2 separate regions of the Rattus norvegicus genome follow, and region 1 is linked to region 2. The links are chromatin contacts, called in public Hi-C maps. All regions are on one chromosome and are shown on one strand. The core of a region is the stretch at or near the end of the contact, and the rest is flanking DNA. Distances in the headings are between cores, read along the strand shown.

Evidence for each region. A called contact is a pair of places that touch in the nucleus more often than the background predicts.
Region 1: a Hi-C map of Schwann cells shows a contact between it and region 2, with 13 times the contacts expected there. The contact joins two enhancer-like sites. A contact is called at or near these places in 2 of 12 Hi-C or Micro-C datasets (Schwann cells and mammary epithelial cells).

Annotation. Positions count from the first base shown.
Region 1 is chr17:70,604,077-70,609,205 of GRCr8, forward strand. No RefSeq gene overlaps it. Among named protein-coding and RNA genes, the nearest start is that of Akr1e2, 39 kb to the right of the region's middle. Within about 2 kb of position 1,730, at least 23 of the 93 cell types and tissues checked have an H3K27ac peak or open chromatin away from gene starts, as enhancers often do. A contact at or near this core is called in Schwann cells, where this site is marked.
Region 2 is chr17:69,220,769-69,226,075 of GRCr8, forward strand. No RefSeq gene overlaps it. Among named protein-coding and RNA genes, the nearest start is that of Klf6, 240 kb to the right of the region's middle. Within about 2 kb of position 2,768, at least 9 of the 93 cell types and tissues checked have an H3K27ac peak or open chromatin away from gene starts, as enhancers often do. A contact at or near this core is called in Schwann cells, where this site is marked.

The sequences.
Region 1 (5,129 bases), core at 480-2,979, 1.4 Mb after region 2:
TTCAGATACTTACAAACAGCATGTAGTTCAGTTCTTTCTGCAAACCAGTATAAAATTCTTAACTGACCTGAAGGGTACTTCTTGACTAGAATAGTATTTTAATGGAGTGTTAAGAAAAATGCATAATGAAGAAGGTGCCATTTAAGAGTTCCCTATAAATCAAAGCAGGGAATTATTGGTGTAATAATACATATAACTTTGATAATGTTTAATGTTATTATTTTTAAAATAATAATCCTAACTGCTGACTTAGTAAGCACATATTTCATAAACTGCCTCTTTACCAACAATATTTCTTTTCTTTCATTTTTCCAAATGGTACAAACCAATAATAAATGATACTAATGTTAGTTAACTAGTCCACAAAATTGAGTACTGTAATATTTTGTGTATTAGTTGAAATATAAAATTAAAACTCATATATCAATAAAATGAAGTCACATTTCAAATTTATGTATCAATCCATTTGAAAAATATGGGCGATTGAGGATGCCATAGCTTTAAAAGGTACTTGAGAATGCTAGATGTTTTAATACATAACTTTAAAATATGGAGCTTGGAATTTACTCTGAAGTCAATCATGCATCCTGCATGAACTTCAAAATATTTATAGTTGTCTTAAGCTCAGGATAAGAATGCAGAAGCACAACACAAGCACACACATTGGTTATTTCCCAAGTGGGGACATTCTCCATTCTTAGTCCCCCCGTTACCTCTTTTTGTAGAAGCCATTTGTTTCAGACATTTGTTTGATTTCATTTTGCCTGGAATTATTATTTCGTTGAAGAAATAAAAACTGGTCACGAAACCAGGGCCTGGGGGGGACACGTAAAAATATGTTAAAAACATTTCTGAAGGTTCCCCTTCCTTATTTTTGAGAAATTAGACATATCTGCACCATGTTGGAGAACTTAAAATGTCATCTCAGACATGAGTAAATCTGCCTGCTTTAACACAAAAAGGGGGGGGGGAGATTTTTACATCAACGATGATATTTAGAAACCCTTAAGCATTATTTTATAATTTCTTCCTGAGGGCATAAAAACCTTTCTACTCGGTTCTGGAATCAATAAACAACGACAGTGTCAGGAAGACACACTCTTGGCTCAAATGCAGCTTTTAGAAGCGTTTTGTTGTTTTCTCGTTGGTGGCACTTTTTTTTTTTTTTTTTTTTTTTTGAGTTTCCTGTCGCTGAGTCACATTGTACTCTAACTTCCCCTTGGAACCATATGGGGAAGTAATAAAGTGCCTCTCAGGACACAGCTAGGCAGTGTTCCTTAACTGACTAAGGGGAAGACTATGAACGCCTTACCGTTGTCATAGATGGCCATTCAGCCATACAAAGCAACAGAGGAACCGGAAATGAGTAGGAACAATGGATAATGGGCACTTTAACAGCTTTAGGATTTTTATGAAAAAAAAAAAAGAGGAAGAAGACAGACACGACCTTTGATAAAAGCACAGGATCGCGACGTCCTTAGTCATTTCTATTAAAAGCCTCTTACAGGACTTGGACACAACCACAGATGCCAGTTGCCAAAACGTAGTGTTTGGGGCTTTGTTTGTTTGTTTGTTTTTAATAATTTAAATAAACTGTCTTTAGGATTAAATCTTGCACACTATAGCACCACTTACTGTCAAAACAATTAGGAGAATTCAGCAGCAAACAAGCAGTCCCTTTCCCGGAAATGCCAAGCAATGTGAACATGTCTAAGGATTTAGCGCCATCTGCAGGAAACAGGAAATAGAACCTCGAGACTACGAAATTCTCACTGCTTGGGTTCACTAAAGCAGATTGCTTTTGTCTTTTCCAGCTGAAAACCTCCCTACTTCTGTGTCTAAAATGCATAGAGCGTCAACAATAGTGACGGATCTTCAGTCCTAAAATAATGAAAATGCAAACAACACTAAATTCAAGCAGCAAGTCGTGCGTGCGTGCGTGCGTGTGTGCGTGCGTGCGTGCGTGTTGTAAAACAAAATTAGTTAAAGAAAAAAGGCCAGGAATTTGATGAGGGGGAATGGCAGGGTAGACAGGAGGAAGGTGGGACGTTATATAAATATATGTAGCTGAATTTAATTTTTAGAACACTTTTTCCTTATTTCTTGCAAATGATGTCATTGTCTGATGAAAGTTCTAGAAAAGAGTACAGAGGGTAAGGTAGATGTGACTCTTTGACTCATCCATTACTAAGGCTTTGTTTGGATCAATTTTATTCCCTTTGGTTAGAGTTATCATTGTTGTGACCAAACACCACGACCAAAGCCACTTAGGGAGAACAGGGTTTCTTCAGCTTACTCCTCCACATCTTCTGTTCATCCCTGAAGGAAGCCAGGATAGGAACTAAAACAGGTCAGAAGCTGAAGCAGAAGTCTTGGAGGAATGATGCTTACTGGCTTGCTTCACATGGCTTGCTAAGCCTGAGTTCTTATAGCACCCAGAACCACCAGACTCTGGGTTGGGTTTTCCCACAATGGGCTGGGCCCTTCCCCAGTGATCACTAATTAAGATGCAGTGCTCCAGGGGCTGGGGATTTAGCTCAGTGGTAGAGCGCTTACCTAGGAAGCGCAAGTCCCTGGGTTCGGTCCCCAGCTCCAAAAAAGAGAACCAAAAAAAAAAAAAAAAAAAAAAAAAGGATGCAGTGCTCCACAGGCTTTCGTGCAACCTGATCTTATGGAGACATTTTTTTCATTACGTGTTTCCTCTTCTCAAATGACTTAAGCTTGTGTCGAGTTGTCATAAAACTAGCCAACACTGTTTTTAAATTTCCTTTTATGTAGGGGTGCGGTGTGTGCACATGAGTGTGCATTAGTATGCATTTATGACTCCCGGGGACTTGAATTCATGTACTCATGCTTTTATAGAAAAACGTTCTTACCCACTGAACGTCTTTCCCTATCTCTCCAGTCCCTCTTGTTTATTTTTAAGCCATTCTCCAAACACATACTTTACAATTTTTCCAGAATAGATACTATGGAGAAACACTTAGAGAGCCCTTCCCAAGACACACCAGTAGTTTCAAAGCAAGAATCATCGAATGCTAGTACCAAGTAATTCTGTCTCTGGGACAGGTTTCGATCTTTATCCTTCCAGTAAGACTGGGATCCTCTCAAAATCTACCCACCTAACATACTAGTCCTTGCTAATCTGTATTCTCCAGTGAGGGACAGGGAAGGCAGGAGGAAGGTCTGGGATAGTTGTTCTGATAACTTGCAGAAATCTGATGCTATTATCCTTCTAGCTCCAAGTTAATTGATAATGTGGAATTCTGCTTACATTTAGAAGAATCATCTTTAATGCCAGCTTGCCCATCAGGGAAATTTTACAAATATATTGTAATATCAAAAATAAGAGAAATTATTTTAATACATACATAAAACATTCTGTTTTCTCCCAGTGACATATTTATTCATTAAGTAGGTCCATGAAAAAAAGACTAATTGTAAGTTGCTGTTAAACAAATCTAACGCCTACCAGTCTTCTCTTCAATATGTGGACTTAACACACAACATCTCCTTACAAGGTATGTGGCCCCAAATTTTCTAACTGTTTGTAGCTGCCTTTTAATAACTAAATTTCCCCAGCCAAACTTAACCTTAAAATGCTCCAATTTACAAATAAATGCCTTGCTTATACTTCTAGTCCCTATTTCTAAGAATGTCAGAATGTCTCAGAATAAAGACATTGCATTTGGGATAATTCTATGCATCAAAAACGATGACTATGTATCACCCACTCTGCCCTCTGCATAGGGTTTATACTCAGACATAACACTCTCCATAACATTTTATCCCAGAGCAAGAAAAGAACACACTGCAAAGATAAACACCAATTGCTATTCAAGAAAATGTGAGCTTCTCAAATTCCTGCATTCAATGTTTTTCAGCCTCAAGCCTTCTAAGACATACTTTTCCTCAGTTTTCTATTACTTATACAAGAATGATAAACACATAAACATAAGCTTCTTCTCCATTGAATAATGCATTTCAGAGGCTATACATTTCAGAAGGCAGCTGCATAAGATTTCCATAAAAACATACTAGACGTACATCCAATGGTGTGCTGCAGAAACCCTGCTAGGCTGATGGGCAAAGGAAAGTACACATTCGAGGGGAAATGATCAGAGGTAACACCAAAAGGAAGACATTAACAGATAAGGAAATCAAGAAAACAAAGGGTCGGGGTAAACTAATGTAACAAGACAGTGAAAGCTCAATGTGGCGTGTGTCTATTTATAAAACAATTCTGGAAATATTCCAACTCAAAGGCAGAGACCTGAGTCCTGCAGGTAGAAGATTGGGTGTGAAAGTAGCTTGGTTATCAGAGGGTGGAAAGACAGCTCAAATAAGAAGTCATCAGTAGCCAGGGGGTGACAGCACTCGCCTTTAATCACACAGCATTTGGGAGGCAGAAGCAGGCAGATCACTGTGAGTTAAAGACCAACCTTGTCTACAGAACAAGTTCCAGGACAGCCAGGGCCACACACAGAAACCTTGTCTTGAAAAACAAACAAATGTCATTAGTTTTCTTAGGGTATCATGACTTTATCCATTTCCTCTAGAGAATTCTGATCCATGGACATTGCACACTGGGGTGCTGGATACTTGACCACAACAGGAATTATTAACAAATTAGGAATATTGGGTCAAAGTGTGGACCTACTACCACTGAGACCTGTAAGATTGTGCCCCTTCTCTCCCTGATCAATTTCTATAACCAACATTAATCTGATTGCCTTTGAGAAGGAAATGGGATGAAGCATTAAAACAACTGGTCTGGAAGGTAAAATTTTAAAAGGAATCCCATTTAGACTACTTTAAGCTCCATCAACAGCAAAAACCAATAGTCCATACCCAATCACAAGCCAGCTCTATAGTGAGCAGAGATAATTTAGCCAGTTTTGAAGGGTAGATTTCTAGAAATCAACAGGTAGTTAAAACTTGTAAGATTTGAATAAAGTTTTCAGTAGGAAAAATCCAAAACAAAAAGTAAAGCTTTTAAAAAAAATTTTCAATGATGTACGAAACTTCTGACTGGACAGTCATGGAATGAACCTCAGAACTAAAGATGAGTAAGTGGGGATTTTTAACTATTATAAATTATTTGGTAGGATAATGTAGGAAGTCTTTGA
Region 2 (5,307 bases), core at 1,518-4,017:
TGACAATGACTGGTGGAAATCAATTCAGCAGATGGGCATGGGAGAATAGGTGGATACTACTAGTTGTATGGGACCATCACTGGCCCCTGGCTTACATGCTTAAAGATAATAACGTCAACCCTGAAGAACAACGAAGTCCAAGAAGACCCATCCATTTGTATTTTGTGCTATATTGCAATAGAGACTGAGGGGTTTCCTCCTATATCACTTTTGGATGACTATAGAAGATTCCAGAAAAACTCACTTCAAGATCTTGAGCCATATCTCCAGTGATTTGAGAAATATAGTGAATAGTATTTAACTCATGCCTAAGAGGGTAAAAAGAGGGTTCTATCTTGACCCATCAGGATGGAGAGAGGCCATTGTTAGCTGCATATGGATTGCCCAGCAGTTTTCCTTAATACTGAAGCTTTCCGCCCTACACAGAGACCCCTAAAGACAAAACAGCAACTCAAAACAGCAACAGGAAGTCAATAAAACCAATCAGATTCATTGGACCCTTCCTCCCCAAGAGTGAACAGTAAAGACTTCTGACCATCACTTTCACCTTGGCCTAGCTGCCAGGAAGACATGAGATAAGCCCAGACACCTGGAAGAGGCAAAGCCAACCGCAGCCCAAAAGAAACAGAAAACAGCCAAGATGCCTGTAGGAGGTCCAGACCTACTGGCTCACTGGCAAAGGACCATCCAGACTATTTTGCTGCCTTCAGCCTGTGCAGGGGATACAGGTTTCCGGTATTTGTGAGTGGTTATTGATTTATGGTAGGCCTTCTTGCTTTAGCTCGGAGTCCTTTCTGCTCCTATGCATAACCCCTCACTTATATTCCTGTAAGTAACCCCAATAACACTCATTAGTTCACCAAGTTGAACATTGGTGGGATCTATACTGTGGTCTATTGTGGGCTTCCTGAGTGGTGTGTGTGTGTGTGTGTGTGTGTGTGTGTGTGTGTGTGTGTGTGAGAGAGAGAGAGAGAGAGAGAGAGAGAGAGAAAGAGAGAGAGAGAGAGAGAGAAAGAGAGAGAGAGAGAGAGAGAGAGAGAGACCTCCCCTACAAAAGTCTGTCACAGCACAGTATGTCTGTGCATGGGATCTTATATGATCCTTCTCTAACTGACCAGAAAGTGAAAAGAATGAATCATGTCTTCTTTTTATTCAGCCTACATTCAAACTTCCCAGTATATGAAGGTTAAGGATATGTGGGTAGAAGGAAAAAAAATGATAGCGGGCCCATAAGAATCGCGGCAACTTAGCCAGATGCATTCCACACAAGGATTGCTTTTTCTCCCACCCTTTTTGTTAGAACACAGCTACCCTCATTTGACACTTTCATTGTGTCCGTGGCTACTTTTGCTTGAAGGATACAATTGAGAAACTGTAATGAAGCAATGATAGTTCACTGGGCCTAAAATATTTCTTATCTGACCCCATACTGACTGCTACTCTAGGCTCCTGGGACACTTGGAACTGAAGTGCTAGGGGAAAACCAAGAGAGCAAATCAAAACTCCCTTTCCTCAGGTTCAAAGGCGTCGGTTCTCCAAGACAGACAGCCATGAGGGATACTTCTGCCCCATGTCCTATTTTTTGGATGTTATAAACGGAGCCATTCAATCACATGCATGTGTGCCAAAATCTAGAATGCACTTTATGATTGGAAAAGCAAGCATGTGTGCAATTTGGACTGCATTATCAATGGCTCAGTGTGGACCGATTTCAAGTTATTTAAAGTCAGTTCATAAAAATGCACAACAAACGGACAAGTAAGCCTTTGCTCTAGTGCTGGTAGAAAATACTAATGACATTGGAGGAGTACAGACATACCTCAGCAGGTAACCATGCATTGCTCTTCCGGAAGACTTGAGTTCCCATCCCAGAACCCACATGGACTCTCACAATCACCTGTCACTCTAGCTACAGAAGACCCTATACCCCATTCTGACCTCTTCAGGAAGCTGAAGCTACACACACAGGCCCACACACAGACCTATAATGTAATTGACAACTAAATATTTTTACAGTGAAAACAATGATATTTGGGACATAACGTTAAATTCCAGAATGAAGCAGCTACAGAAGGGGGTTCACTCATTTAATAACTACCGGGAGCTAATTAAATAAACGACCGAGTAATCCGAGAACATCCTGTCCTAGATGATGGTGACAAGTCTGAAATTACATTGGAGCAGATGGAACAAAGATGTCAATAAATGCAAGTGAGATTGATTAAGCCTTTCAACCACTTTGCTTCTGTGATGCGACACCTCCCGAAGAGGCTGACTCCTTTAATGAATTCATTTTAGCGTGAACATGCACATCTCCATGTAGAAGCATACATACCCTCAAAGTTCTAAGAGGAAAACCAAGGGACTCCGCTGAGCGTGGAAAAGAATTTGGGGCTTCAGTATCAACAACTGGGAAGAGAATCTGCACCACTCTGGACCACCAGTGAACCTTTCTTGCCAAAACATGAAAGACAAAAAAAAAAAAAAAAGAATCCAGAAGACTACTTAGGGGTTAGGGAGAAAGTTCAAAAATAAAAAGGAGACAGGGAAGCACTGAAGTCTCTGGTATTTTATTTGGCTTTGAAGGAAGATCTTCCAGCTCATGAGGAAAATAGCATCATTGTTTTGTTGCTGATGGGGGGTTCCTAAGCTGTGGCTGTTTGAGCAATGACATCACAGCCAGGTCATGGTCCCTGACTCACCCCAGGCAGCCTTGGGAACAGAGGCAAGGCTGAGAGACAAGAAAGGACATTAGAGATGAGGAAGTACTTTTTTCAATAGAGAATGCTGACTAGCCCAGAGTGTGCGGCATGCCTGTGGCCCAGTGGCTCACTTCATAAGGGCAGGTCATCCTGGTTTGAGAGTGTGAATAAGCATTGTTTGTCTCCCATTATTACTACAGCGACCATTCAGCTGCCATCTCCTGTCTACAGGGCAAGGGCCAGTCAAGGGTCAATGAGAGGAAATGAGTTTACCACTGAAGTGCACAAAGTGATCATGCTTTCACTGCACCTGCTTGAAAACTTGCTCTCTCTAAAGGAGACTTTTCCCATAGCAATCATGCTAGGGGGTGAAGGGCGGTGTTCACAGGGGACATGATGAAGAGTTGCCACAGAACTTTTGGAGTCAGATGCAAGGAACTTGACAATTGATAAAATGTCTTCCTTAGCTGAATTCTCCCAAATTGTTCAGTGATTTTTGTTACCAGAGTTGTTACAGTCACAGCCTAGTCCCTGGCAGCCCTAACAAAGCATCTATTCCTAATAGGACAATTTAAAAAACATGGCAAGAGAGGAAGGCAGAGAAGGGAAGTATTTTCAATATGGCCACATTTAGAAAAAGAAAAAAGAAGTCTAGTGACCACTCACTCCTACTTCAAGTCCCTCTTCAAGACCCTGACATTCGATGTACATTCTGAGAGCAAGAGACATCCATCCTAAACAGCCCTGGTCAACGAGTGGTTCTGGCTATCACCGTTGTCTTTGCTCCAGTCTCTAACAAATTGTCAAAACTGTGAACTCTTCTTCTGTGAGACAAGAATCCCCCTTTTGGTACACACCAAGTTTCAGCATTTTCTATCACCCAGCAAGAGATTCCCGAGTAACTTCTAATTCCTTGTGGTCTATTGTTCCAATGATATGATATCTACAAGTGTCTCCTTGGGGTATCTTCTCGCTCCCAAAACATGACTAAGGAGAGAATCTGATTGTAGACAAGAGGATTGTTTTTGAGTCTCATAGGCTCCAACTCTAAAACAAAGGACAAAATAACACCAGGTAGAGAGCAATGATCTCTTCTGGGAAGAGGAATTTTATAAATCACTGTCCATTTGGTCATGTGCAGTGCTATTGCCTAACTCAGAACATGAAAATTCATTCATGGCTATGAAAATCTTAAGGGATTATATAATCGTGTATAATTATCCATATTGTGCTTTAAAAGCAAAGCTAAGAATGTTCTAAAAAGCATCATCATTTTTTTCTTCCATAGGGACATTCATGCTTCTTTATTTGATCAGACAGTATTTCAGCCTGTACCTCCATGAAGCTTCCATAAATTTCTTTCCCACTGTTTTAAAGCACTTCTTTTCATCTTTCCTAAAACTCCCCTGTTCGAACTTCAAAGACAACCTCATGAATCAAGTAGGCAAGGATTTGGCTAACAGAACCACCTTGTGTAAGCAATGTCTTTCATGAATGTATGAATCTTGATCATCTCTTTCACCTCAGCATTCATCTTCTTCCAAACATAAAATGCCCAATTTTACACCCAGTTCTTGCATGGATGGTATGCTGAATACTTGACCATGACACTTGCTCCCTCGTCCCATAAATATCACAGCTCTTCATGCATCTGTATATTCAAGGATACAAATAACACGTAGAGTGTTTCATGTACAGAATTAATATATGGTGTGGTAGAATAGGAAATATTTGTGTGTTTATGTGTATGTACATCATTGCAGGTTTATATGTACGCAGATGCACATGTATGTATATGTTCATGTGCATATATGTGCACATGAATGTGTAAGTCAGAGGTCAGTCTTGGATGTCATTCCTTGGGAGCTGTCCACCTTATTTATTGTGACTCTAAATAAGCTAGGTTAGCTGACCAGTGAGACCCAGGAATCCACTTCTGTCCACCTTCTTAGCACTGGGATTAAAAGTGGGTGCCACCACACCTGGCTTTTTGAACTGAGTCCTGGCTTGATCTTCTGCCTCTCTCTGATGTTCAAGTCTGTATCTCAAAGAAGAAGCTCAGAGATCTCCTAGGTGATTAGCAACAAGCCCATTACACGACTGCTCTTTGTTTTCTAGCAAGTAGCCACAAATATCAAAACAGAAGAGTTATACAATGGAGGAATTAGTCACGTAACTAATCAATCTTCAGCACGTGCAAAGCCTATTAGGTTTAAACAAATTGTTTCAAAGGTAATTCATCCAGATGCTCTTTAAATGTTGTATTTAAAACCTGATATATTATATAGTTATAATATCAAAAATGTCTAACACATCAATAAACAGTCTGATGAGATATAAGCATGAGCCATTTTCTTTAGGGATACCTTATTTTATTGAGTATGTAAGAGGTAGATCTTTGGAACTAAAATATAATTTCAAACTACATCAAATCACTCATCAGAATAAAGCTTATAGTTTTATACCTATTTTTAATTTGAAATACTGAATATTTCCTTGTTGAACCTGACAGACATCCATAGCTTTCTCATCTCTGGTGTTCTGCCTTTTTCTATTCCTGCAATGCTAAAAGCAGAGACTTGAAAATCCTCATCAAAATGTGACA